3 separate regions of the Sus scrofa genome follow, and all the other regions are linked to region 3. A link is a contact called in public HiChIP or PLAC-seq data. All regions are on one chromosome and are shown on one strand. The core of a region is the stretch at or near the end of the contact, and the rest is flanking DNA. Distances in the headings are between cores, read along the strand shown. Region 1 holds the start of SLMAP (sarcolemmal membrane-associated protein). Region 2 holds the start of PDE12 (2',5'-phosphodiesterase 12). Region 3 holds the start of HESX1 (homeobox expressed in ES cells 1).

Evidence for each region. HiChIP or PLAC-seq counts read pairs in DNA pulled down with a chosen protein or histone mark.
Region 1: an H3K27ac HiChIP or PLAC-seq map of alveolar macrophages shows a contact between it and region 3. The contact joins the promoter of SLMAP here to the promoter of HESX1 in region 3. A contact is called at or near these places in 1 of 5 promoter capture datasets (fetal liver) and 1 of 2 datasets of contacts at active chromatin or transcription factors (alveolar macrophages).
Region 2: an H3K27ac HiChIP or PLAC-seq map of alveolar macrophages shows a contact between it and region 3. The contact joins the promoter of PDE12 here to the promoter of HESX1 in region 3. A contact is called at or near these places in 1 of 5 promoter capture datasets (fetal liver), 2 of 47 Hi-C or Micro-C datasets (fetal skeletal muscle and heart right ventricle) and 1 of 2 datasets of contacts at active chromatin or transcription factors (alveolar macrophages).

The regions. Positions count from the first base shown.
Region 1 is chr13:39,570,592-39,573,398 of Sscrofa11.1, forward strand. SLMAP (sarcolemmal membrane-associated protein) reads left to right here and starts at 1,339. Exons shown (of 21, transcript XM_021069059.1): 1 at 1,339-1,463; 2 at 1,666-2,807. The coding sequence starts at 2,774.
Region 2 is chr13:39,394,152-39,396,851 of Sscrofa11.1, forward strand. PDE12 (2',5'-phosphodiesterase 12) reads left to right here and starts at 1,366. Exons shown (of 3, transcript XM_001926462.5): 1 at 1,366-2,700. The coding sequence starts at 1,490. It overlaps DNAH12 (dynein heavy chain 12, axonemal), which reads right to left and starts at 1,115. Exons shown (of 75, transcript XM_021069807.1): 1 at 845-1,115.
Region 3 is chr13:39,087,589-39,090,288 of Sscrofa11.1, forward strand. It overlaps HESX1 (homeobox expressed in ES cells 1), which reads right to left and starts at 1,338. Exons shown (of 6, transcript XM_021069007.1): 1 at 1,257-1,338; 2 at 1-66. It overlaps APPL1 (adaptor protein, phosphotyrosine interaction, PH domain and leucine zipper containing 1), which reads left to right and starts at 1,569. Exons shown (of 22, transcript NM_001134966.1): 1 at 1,569-1,622. The coding sequence starts at 1,569.

The DNA.
Region 1 (2,807 bases), core at 89-2,588, 480 kb after region 3:
TGCGGCTTCGGTCCCTGCCCTTGCTCAGTGGGTTAAGGATCTGGCGTTGCCGTGAGCTGTGGTGTAGGTTGCAGACGCGGCTCGGATCCTGCGTTGCTGTGGCTCTGGCGTAGGCTGGTGGCTATGGCTCTGATTAGACCCCTAGCCTGGGAACCTCCATATGCCGCAGGAGCGGCCCAAGAAATAGCAAAAAAATAAAAATAAAAGCCTTGTTCTTTTTTTCACTAAACCTTCCTGGAAATTTACGAAACCATTCAGCAAATACCATGTTTATCGTGGTTTTCCTACCATCCTTCTTTGAGTTCAGTTACCTCCCATAGAAGACCCCTTTAGTGGCTAGTGCTTGTTTTCATCTTAGCCCTGATTGCATCAAAGTGAAGTTATCTCTATTTGAAACCCTCCTCTCCCTATCCTTATCTCACAATACCCAGGTATACTCTCAGAGGGCAAGGATTGAGATTTGGTTCATCTATGTGTCTTCAGGGCCCAGCACAGAACTTAGAACAGGGCCAAAACCCTGTATGTAAGAATTGAATAGTATTTACTCTTTCATGAGCAGATAGATTACTCCCTTGAATTCTCACAACAGGTGCGTTAACTATTATCTCCAAGTAATAGATGACAAAACGAAGCTCGTAGAGGTTTAGAAACTTCCCCAAGGTCACAGAGTGGTGGAGCCTGTTGTCAAAGGAATCTGAAGAATGACGCCATCATTGATTCCAAAGGACCTCTCTCTCTGGAAAAACATGATTTTAAACTTTCAGAAGTTGCACTAATTTCGGGGTAGAGTCAGCGCTAGGGGCCTGGGAAATAAGATAGGCCCAGTGAGAAGAATTGTCATTTGAAATGGAACGCAAGGACTAAGAAAGAGTTTTTCCTCCGGGTAGGATACATAGCGAAGACTTTAAAGAGGGCGGATGAATCTTGTTACAGATGCACAAATCCTGAGACTTGTAGGAATTTAGTTGTTCACACCTAAGGCGGCTGTTGGGGTGGAGGTCGGGGAGCTGTGCTGCCCACAACTAAGATGGATGCTAATAACAGCTCCTTTGGATGGGCTTGGTCTCCTTGGGCGTTGATATTTTCAATGAGGACTCTAGTGAATAAAATTTAGTAAATGCTAGCGCCTTCTTACCAAGATGGCAAAGTAGGAAGTTGGCACGTTATGTTTAGAAAACCTTCAACAGGTCAAATTTTTTCTTGCCCATAACCAAAATGGTGGCAAAGGTGTCCCACGGTTTTGAAGCGTCCAACCCTTAACTAAGATGGCGTGCGGAGGCTTGTTAAAAAGGCTTGCCCTCTTTTCTGCCCTTGACCATCATGGCTTCCGCGGCGTCTGTCACGTGATGCCCCGACTACGGCGCGGGAGAAGGGGTAGGAGGGCCCTTGAAGGGTGCGCGTTCCCGTGGCGGTGCACCGGGTAGGTTTCAGTCAGAGTCACTATGGCGGCCGGAGCTGGCAAGGTAAGCTGAGGCGGCGGCGGCGGTAAGAGAAGCTGGACCCGTCTTGGCGTCCGGGCTCCCAGTCCCCGCGGCCCCTCAGCGGAAAGGTCGGCCGAGTCGTGGCCAGTCGCGGGGGCTGGTTGGGGTGGGCTGAGGGGGTTGAGGGCTGAGGTGGGCGGGCACCGGCGCTGACGGCCGTTTGTTTTGATGTTTTCCCCACCAGGTCGGAAAGTTTCTGTCGTCGGGCAGAGCCTGAGCTTGTCCCACCGGCTGCGAGCGGTGGAGGCTGCGGCGGACCCAACCCGGGGCCTCCAGGCCTCTCCCCCAACCTCCGGGCCAGCCTCCCTCCCCCACCTCCTCGTCCGTCGGGAGCTTCAGCTGCGGTCCCTGAGATGCGACCCTCGCGGGAGAGACTCTGAAAGGAGGTGGCCGGTGTGCTGAGGAGCAGCCAGGAGCCCAGGAGTCCAGGGACCAACTTCCTGCGGGCCGAGACCCCGGATCCTCCCCGGGGTCGCGCCTCGCTCGGTCACCACCCGCCTGCTGAGCCGGATCCCCGCCCTGGTCGCGGGGACGCCCGCCAGGTGCCCGGAGTCCCGCCTTGGCCGCTGCCCTAGCTCCCGCCGGTCCCCGTTCCTCGTGCCAGGGACTCCAGCCACCGCCACCTCGTCTCGTGCGGGGCCGGGGACCCTGTGCCACCTCCCGGCCGGCCTTCGCGGGAGGGGCAATGCAGACTGTCCGGCTGGCCGTCTAGACCCCTGCGCTGGCCCCATCGCCTCTCGTCCCTCCAGTCCGGAGGCCCTCGAAGACGGGCGGTGGCTGCCCAGAGGTGCTCAGCTACACCTTTCTTCCGCCTGAAAGGACCTTTCTGGCCGCAACGAACCGACCCTTCCTTCATGCTGCAGTGCTGCAACATTTCCGCCACCGAGGGGGGAAAGCGGCCGCGATCCCAAACAAAACCCAAGAATTGGCGTGTGACTCATCTGCTTGGATACCTCCAGTCCCCAAACTGTCTTCCAGGAGTTTTCTTGGCCGAAGCTGTCCAATGTTTGAGCCTTTTCTTCCCAGGGAAGAAGATGGACTGAAAGCTACCAGTTGGGGACTTGGTGTGATCAGGGCACTGCTGGGTTTTAAAGGAGGTGATGGGGCTTGCGCTGACTCGTCTTCCCACCCAAGTGAAGAGTTGTTGATGTTCACTGGTTATGCTTGGACAATGTGCAGTTTGTTTTAATTTAAAATTTGGTGGGGGATAGGGGTAGAGGCTTGTGAAGGGTCCGGATCCGGTGGACCTCCTCTTTGTCCCTAGTAGGAGAGACACCCCCAGTCTGTCCTCGATGCCGTCAGCCTTGGCCATCTTCACTTGCCGCC
Region 2 (2,700 bases), core at 116-2,615, 310 kb after region 3:
ATGGGTATGTTTTATTCTTTGAAAAAAAAAATAAAACATCAAAAAAAAAAAAAACCAACAAAACCCTAAAGGAAAGAATGGCACTTCAAGGCATCTGTCTCAAAATTGGGATTAAGACTGCAAGAGTTCAATTACATCAGCTTGCTTAAAGGAAAGTCACATTTTCTAATACAGCTTTTATCATTCTTTAAGTTGAATAATTTAAGATTGAGTTCTGCTTAAGTTGCATGAAGAAAAATGCTGGAGATAAGAAAAACGCCATTTTAAAATACTTGCTAACGTGGATACTATAAACTGGGGAAATGAAACTTGTTTAGGGCACTTAGTTGATATAATGTAGTGACTTTTAACCCTACTAGGTAGCTCTAGATCACATAAATATCACCAGTATTCGGTCACTTTGTCAAATGCTTGCTGTGTGGAGAGGGGGAGGACATGTATATAAATTTCAAATAACAGCAAAATTCATCCTTCCTGTAGAAAAGGCTTATTTTCCTCACTGTAATCCAGAAGAAAATGTGTAGTTTATTTTTAGATACCCAATAAATAAATACTCTAGTTGTAGAAGGAAAGTGGACACAGATCATTTGCCGAGAGAATTCTCAACTTGTTCTGAATCTTAAAGGGTTTTTTCCCCTTCAGTAAATCATAGAATATTAATTATATTCAACACAAAATCTGTTTCTTGAACTACTTTTTTCATGTGGGTTTCAAGGAAGTTACACTTCCCATTTCCTCTTACCCAGTAGCTATCCTGTCACCTGTCATTCATTCAGCAAAGTCTGTTTGACCTAGAGCAGGTAACTTAATCTTTCCGGACCTCACATCTGTAACTGGAACTTACTATTTATCGTTCCTGGTTATTAGCTATCACAAAAACTCTGCTGGGCGCGTCGGCGCTGACTGGGCCTGAGGCAAACCCACACTTCGGAAGAGGGTTAGCAGTGTCGGGAATAGTGAGGAGAGGAACTGAGAAATATTTTCCACGCCCGAACCCGGGCTGGCAGTCCAGGGGGATCTCCTCACGCCCTCGCGCAGGGCAGCTCCAGGCAGCACAAGAAAGGAGGCGGTCAGAGCCCAGATAAGGCGCCAGGATCCTTCGGGGAAACGAAACTCGCTACACCGCCTCAACCACTTGAGCTTGGGCGCGCCTTCTCTTCCGCCTGCTAACTGCACTTTCGATAAACCATTAAGTCTAATATTCCCCTCTGAAGCCTCCATGTTTTTATTTTTCTAGCCTTATAGCTAGAGTTAGATATAAAAATTAAGCTGGGATGGATTGGAGGCAGACGTAGCTGTGGAAGAAAATTAGCAGATTAGCAGGCCTGGCGAAAGTGCGGGGCGAGAGCACCGTGCGCACTCTCCTCGCCGGCCGGAAGTTGAGGAACTGAATGGGTCCTGGAGCCGGTGGCTGCTGCTCCTCTGTCTCTCCCTGACGCTTAGCGGCCGTTCAGCCGCAGGTCTCGTCAGCCGCTAGGCCACCAGGTTCATGTGGAGGCTCCCAGGCGCCCGCGCCGCGCTTCGTGGGGTCCGCACGGCGGTGGAGCGGCACAGTCGAGCTGAGGCGGCGACTGAGACCGCGGCAGGCGTGATGGAGCGCGCTGTAGTGCGCTGTGTGCCCTCGGAGCCTAAGCTTAGCTTGTCCTTCGCTCTGGCCGACGGTAGCCACAAGAATATGCAGCGCGACCAGAGCGAGCCGCTGGGTCGGGCCCTCAGCCGGATCGCTACTAATGCTCTCAAAGGCCACGCTAAGGCGGCCGCGGCCAGGAAGAGCAGGAAGAACCGGCCAAACGCAGGCGGCGGTGGGGCCTGTGCGGGGTCTGGGCCCGAGCCGGCTGCAGCCTGCGAACCCGTAGTGAAGCTGTACTACCGGGAGGAGGCAGTGGCTGAAGACGTGCTCAATGTGGACGCCTGGCAGGACGGTGCGGTGCTGCAGATCGGCGATGTCAAATACAAGGTAGAGCGCAACCCGCCCTCCCTCACCGAGCTGCAGTTGCCGCGCTACATCATGGCCGGCTTCCCGGTGTGCCCCAAGCTCGGCCTCGAATTTGGGGATCCCGCCGGCTCCCTCTTCCGCTGGTACAAGGAAACCAAACCTACAGCGGTGGAGCCTGAGGGCGGAGGCCCCTCGTCATTGTCTCCCTCTTCACCTTCTCCTGGTTGGACCGAGACGGGTGTGAACGAGCGCGTCTACACCCCGTCCAATGCTGACATCGGGCTACGGCTCAAACTTCATTGTACCCCAGGCAATGGGCAGCGCTTCGGACCAAGCCGAGAATTGGAAAGTGTGTGTTCGGTGGAGGCCGGGCCCGGCACGTGCACCTTTGACCACCGGCATCTCTACACGAAGAAGGTGACTGACGACGCCCTCATCCGCACAGTCTCCTACAACCTTCTGGCCGACACATATGCCCAGACTGAGTTCTCACGGACGGTCCTGTACCCGTACTGTGCCCCTTACGCCCTGGAACTCGACTACCGCCAGAACCTTATCCAAAAGGAACTCACGGGCTACAACGCCGACCTCATCTGTTTGCAGGAAGTTGACCGCGACGTGTTTACAGACAGCTTGGTGCCGGCCCTCGAGGCCTTTGGGCTGGAGGGCGTGTTTCGAATCAAGCAGCATGAAGGCCTCGCTACTTTTTACCGAAAGTCCAAGTTCAGCCTCCTTAGCCAGCATGACATTGCTTTCCATGAGGC
Region 3 (2,700 bases), core at 88-2,587:
AGGAGAAATGTCAAAGGGCAGAGTTGTGTTGCTGAGATCGGTACGATGCTGGGTATATCCAAGCAGCTGGGAACCAATAACACCGTGTAAGAACTGACAGCAAACCACTTTTCAGAAACTAATCATCTATTCTAGAGGGTGACTAGTGGATAAAAAAATGTAAAAGGAGAGTCCTTATTGAAAGCTTGTAACACTAAGGATAACTCTGTGAAACCATACTGCAAGACTTCCTGGTAAATATTTAAAACCCGATTTTATTTTTCTATCATGAGATTGTGGGACATTTTAGTTTAAAACTGCTTAACTTCCAATCTGGTTACTGTGTTTGGATTTGTTCGTTTATCTGGATTTGTTCTAATTTATTTGTGGAACCAGGTAACTAATCTTTATTCAATAGTTTTTATATTTCTTGAATGAAAATGGAATGGATTGGTGGGATGAATGGCTAGATATTTACAAGACACTAATGATTTTGCCATTCTCTCTGTATAATGATTTTTCTAAAAGAATCTGTATGGCTTCTTATAACCCTACAGAAGAACAAACAAGGCAGTGTGAGGTTGGGAAAAATGATAAAGAGGCAGATCTAATACAGATCAAGTTCTAGAGTGGAGCTTCACTTTTCTCTCCTTTAAAAAAATTAGAGGCTGAAGAAGCGATCTAAAGATTCTTCCAAAACTTTAACAGAAATGCGAATCAGTTATTAACATAATAAACCAGTGTACCTTGATTTTCAAGAGATGCCTTCATTTGTGATTAAAAAAGTAAATAAATAAAGTCTGAATTGCGGCGTGTCAGCCTCTCAAGGCCAGGTAAGAACCGATGAACTAGCAACAAAGGCGTGCTCTTAACTGAAAATACTGATACCCAAGTGCCCAGAAAAAAAATCTTTTCTACTGTCCAAGAATTACCGGGAAGTCAGGTTGACACAACTTCAGATCTCCCAGACATCTGAGTTAGCCAGCACCATTTTGTTGGAGAAGGGAGACTGGAAGCTTGGGGCAGGGTTTGTAAAATTATAATTTAAGGAAACTAAAGAAGGCGCCGGCAGTGAGGCCTCCTTCATGGTCTCTGATGAAAAATGGTGGGGGATACGTAAAACTGCCCTAGGTTCCCGACTGTGGTCCTCACTCTAGGTTCCTAGGGACGCACGGGGAAGACTGTCTACTACACTTCACACCCCTACGCGAGCAGCCAGGGTAGGTGCTCGAGGTGTGCAAGCTGCTCCGCTTTCGACCCCTCAGCGCCGCCTTTACCGCCTCCACCGACTCCACTGTCTCCTAGGCCCGTGATCTGCGCAGAGCTCAACGCGGGGGAGCCTCCCTCCAACCCCCCACGCTGACCGACATCGCCGCGAACCAATAAGCGAGTGGGGAGGTGGGGCAGGCAGTCCAAGGGGGCGGGATTTCCCTCACCGCCGCGAGGCCTCTGGGCGCCAGGCGAGGGCGGCAGAGCCAGCTAGAGAGGGCGGGTCGGGGTCAGCTGCTGAAGGCAGGCGGGCGTAGGGAGCTGTGGGCGGTCGCCGCGTCTCCTGCCGCCGCCCTCCCTCCCTCCCTCCCTCCGCCACGATGCCGGGGATCGACAAGCTGCCCATCGAAGAGACGCTGGAGGACAGCCCGCAGGTAAGGCGCGGGCAGCGGCGGGCGGCGAGGGAAGGAGCGGGGCCGGCCGACCCCAGGCCTGGCGTCTACGCGGCCGCAGGTGCCCGCCCTGGTCCAGGTGGGCGCCGTCCCCCAGTGTTCCCGCTGGTCGCGGGCCGCGCCCGGAGCCGCCGAGCCAGAGCCGTCCTCCCGAGGCCCGTCTCGGCCTGCGCCCCTAAGCCGAGAGCCGCGCGCGGGGTCTGGGACGTCCGCGGGCAGCGACTGAGCCGCCGTCGCCTTGGCTCGTGGGCCCGGCGGTCACGTACGCCCTCGGGGCTCCCTTGTATTTGACAGAAGGTGCTTTTTTGTCGCCGTCTTGTGAGGTGATAAATCTCAATACTGGTATTTTCCCCCGAAAACCTCCTCGGAGAAAATGCAGAAAAGACCCTGTAGACTTCATGGTTTCTGACCAAGCTAGGGGAGGAAATGGATAGTTTTTCTTGGGGAGATGCTGAAAGACTCTTGATTTGCCGGTGTGGAGAGGGCAAAGCCGGTCACGGGTCCCAGAGCCTCCCGTGGCCGTGTCTTGGCGGTGAGTGTAGCCGCTGTCACTCGGGCTGTGCACGCCGAGTGATGGACGGCGCCTTTGAGGCTCCACCACTGCTGCGCCCTCGTTGCAGACTTGGCCCTAATCAACTCATCAAAATAAAAGCCCTGTGTTTTGTGCTTTGGGGATGATGCTAGTGCGGTTGCTGTAGTTTAAAATAATCTAGGAAAACATAACCATTACTTAATGTTTTCGGTACTGAAGAATGAAATCAGCTATAGTAAAAACATGTTATGTTGGTGGGGCCTGTAACTTGCATTGAGAAACTTATCGCTAGGCCTGTCTCTTACACAGTAGGGGTTTAAGATGATGTTGCTGTTTGGCTACCACTTAGAATGAAGAAAATTTTCTGAAATGTTGTTCCCTTAGAACTGCAGTTGCACATATTTCTCGAGTCTTTGACAGTTTAATAGGACTCGAAAAGAAGGGGAGGAAGGGACTAGATCCCCCTTTTCCTGTATGATACGTCTGCCATGGATATTGTGCTAGTTTTGATTGCCAAGTTGAAGTTGG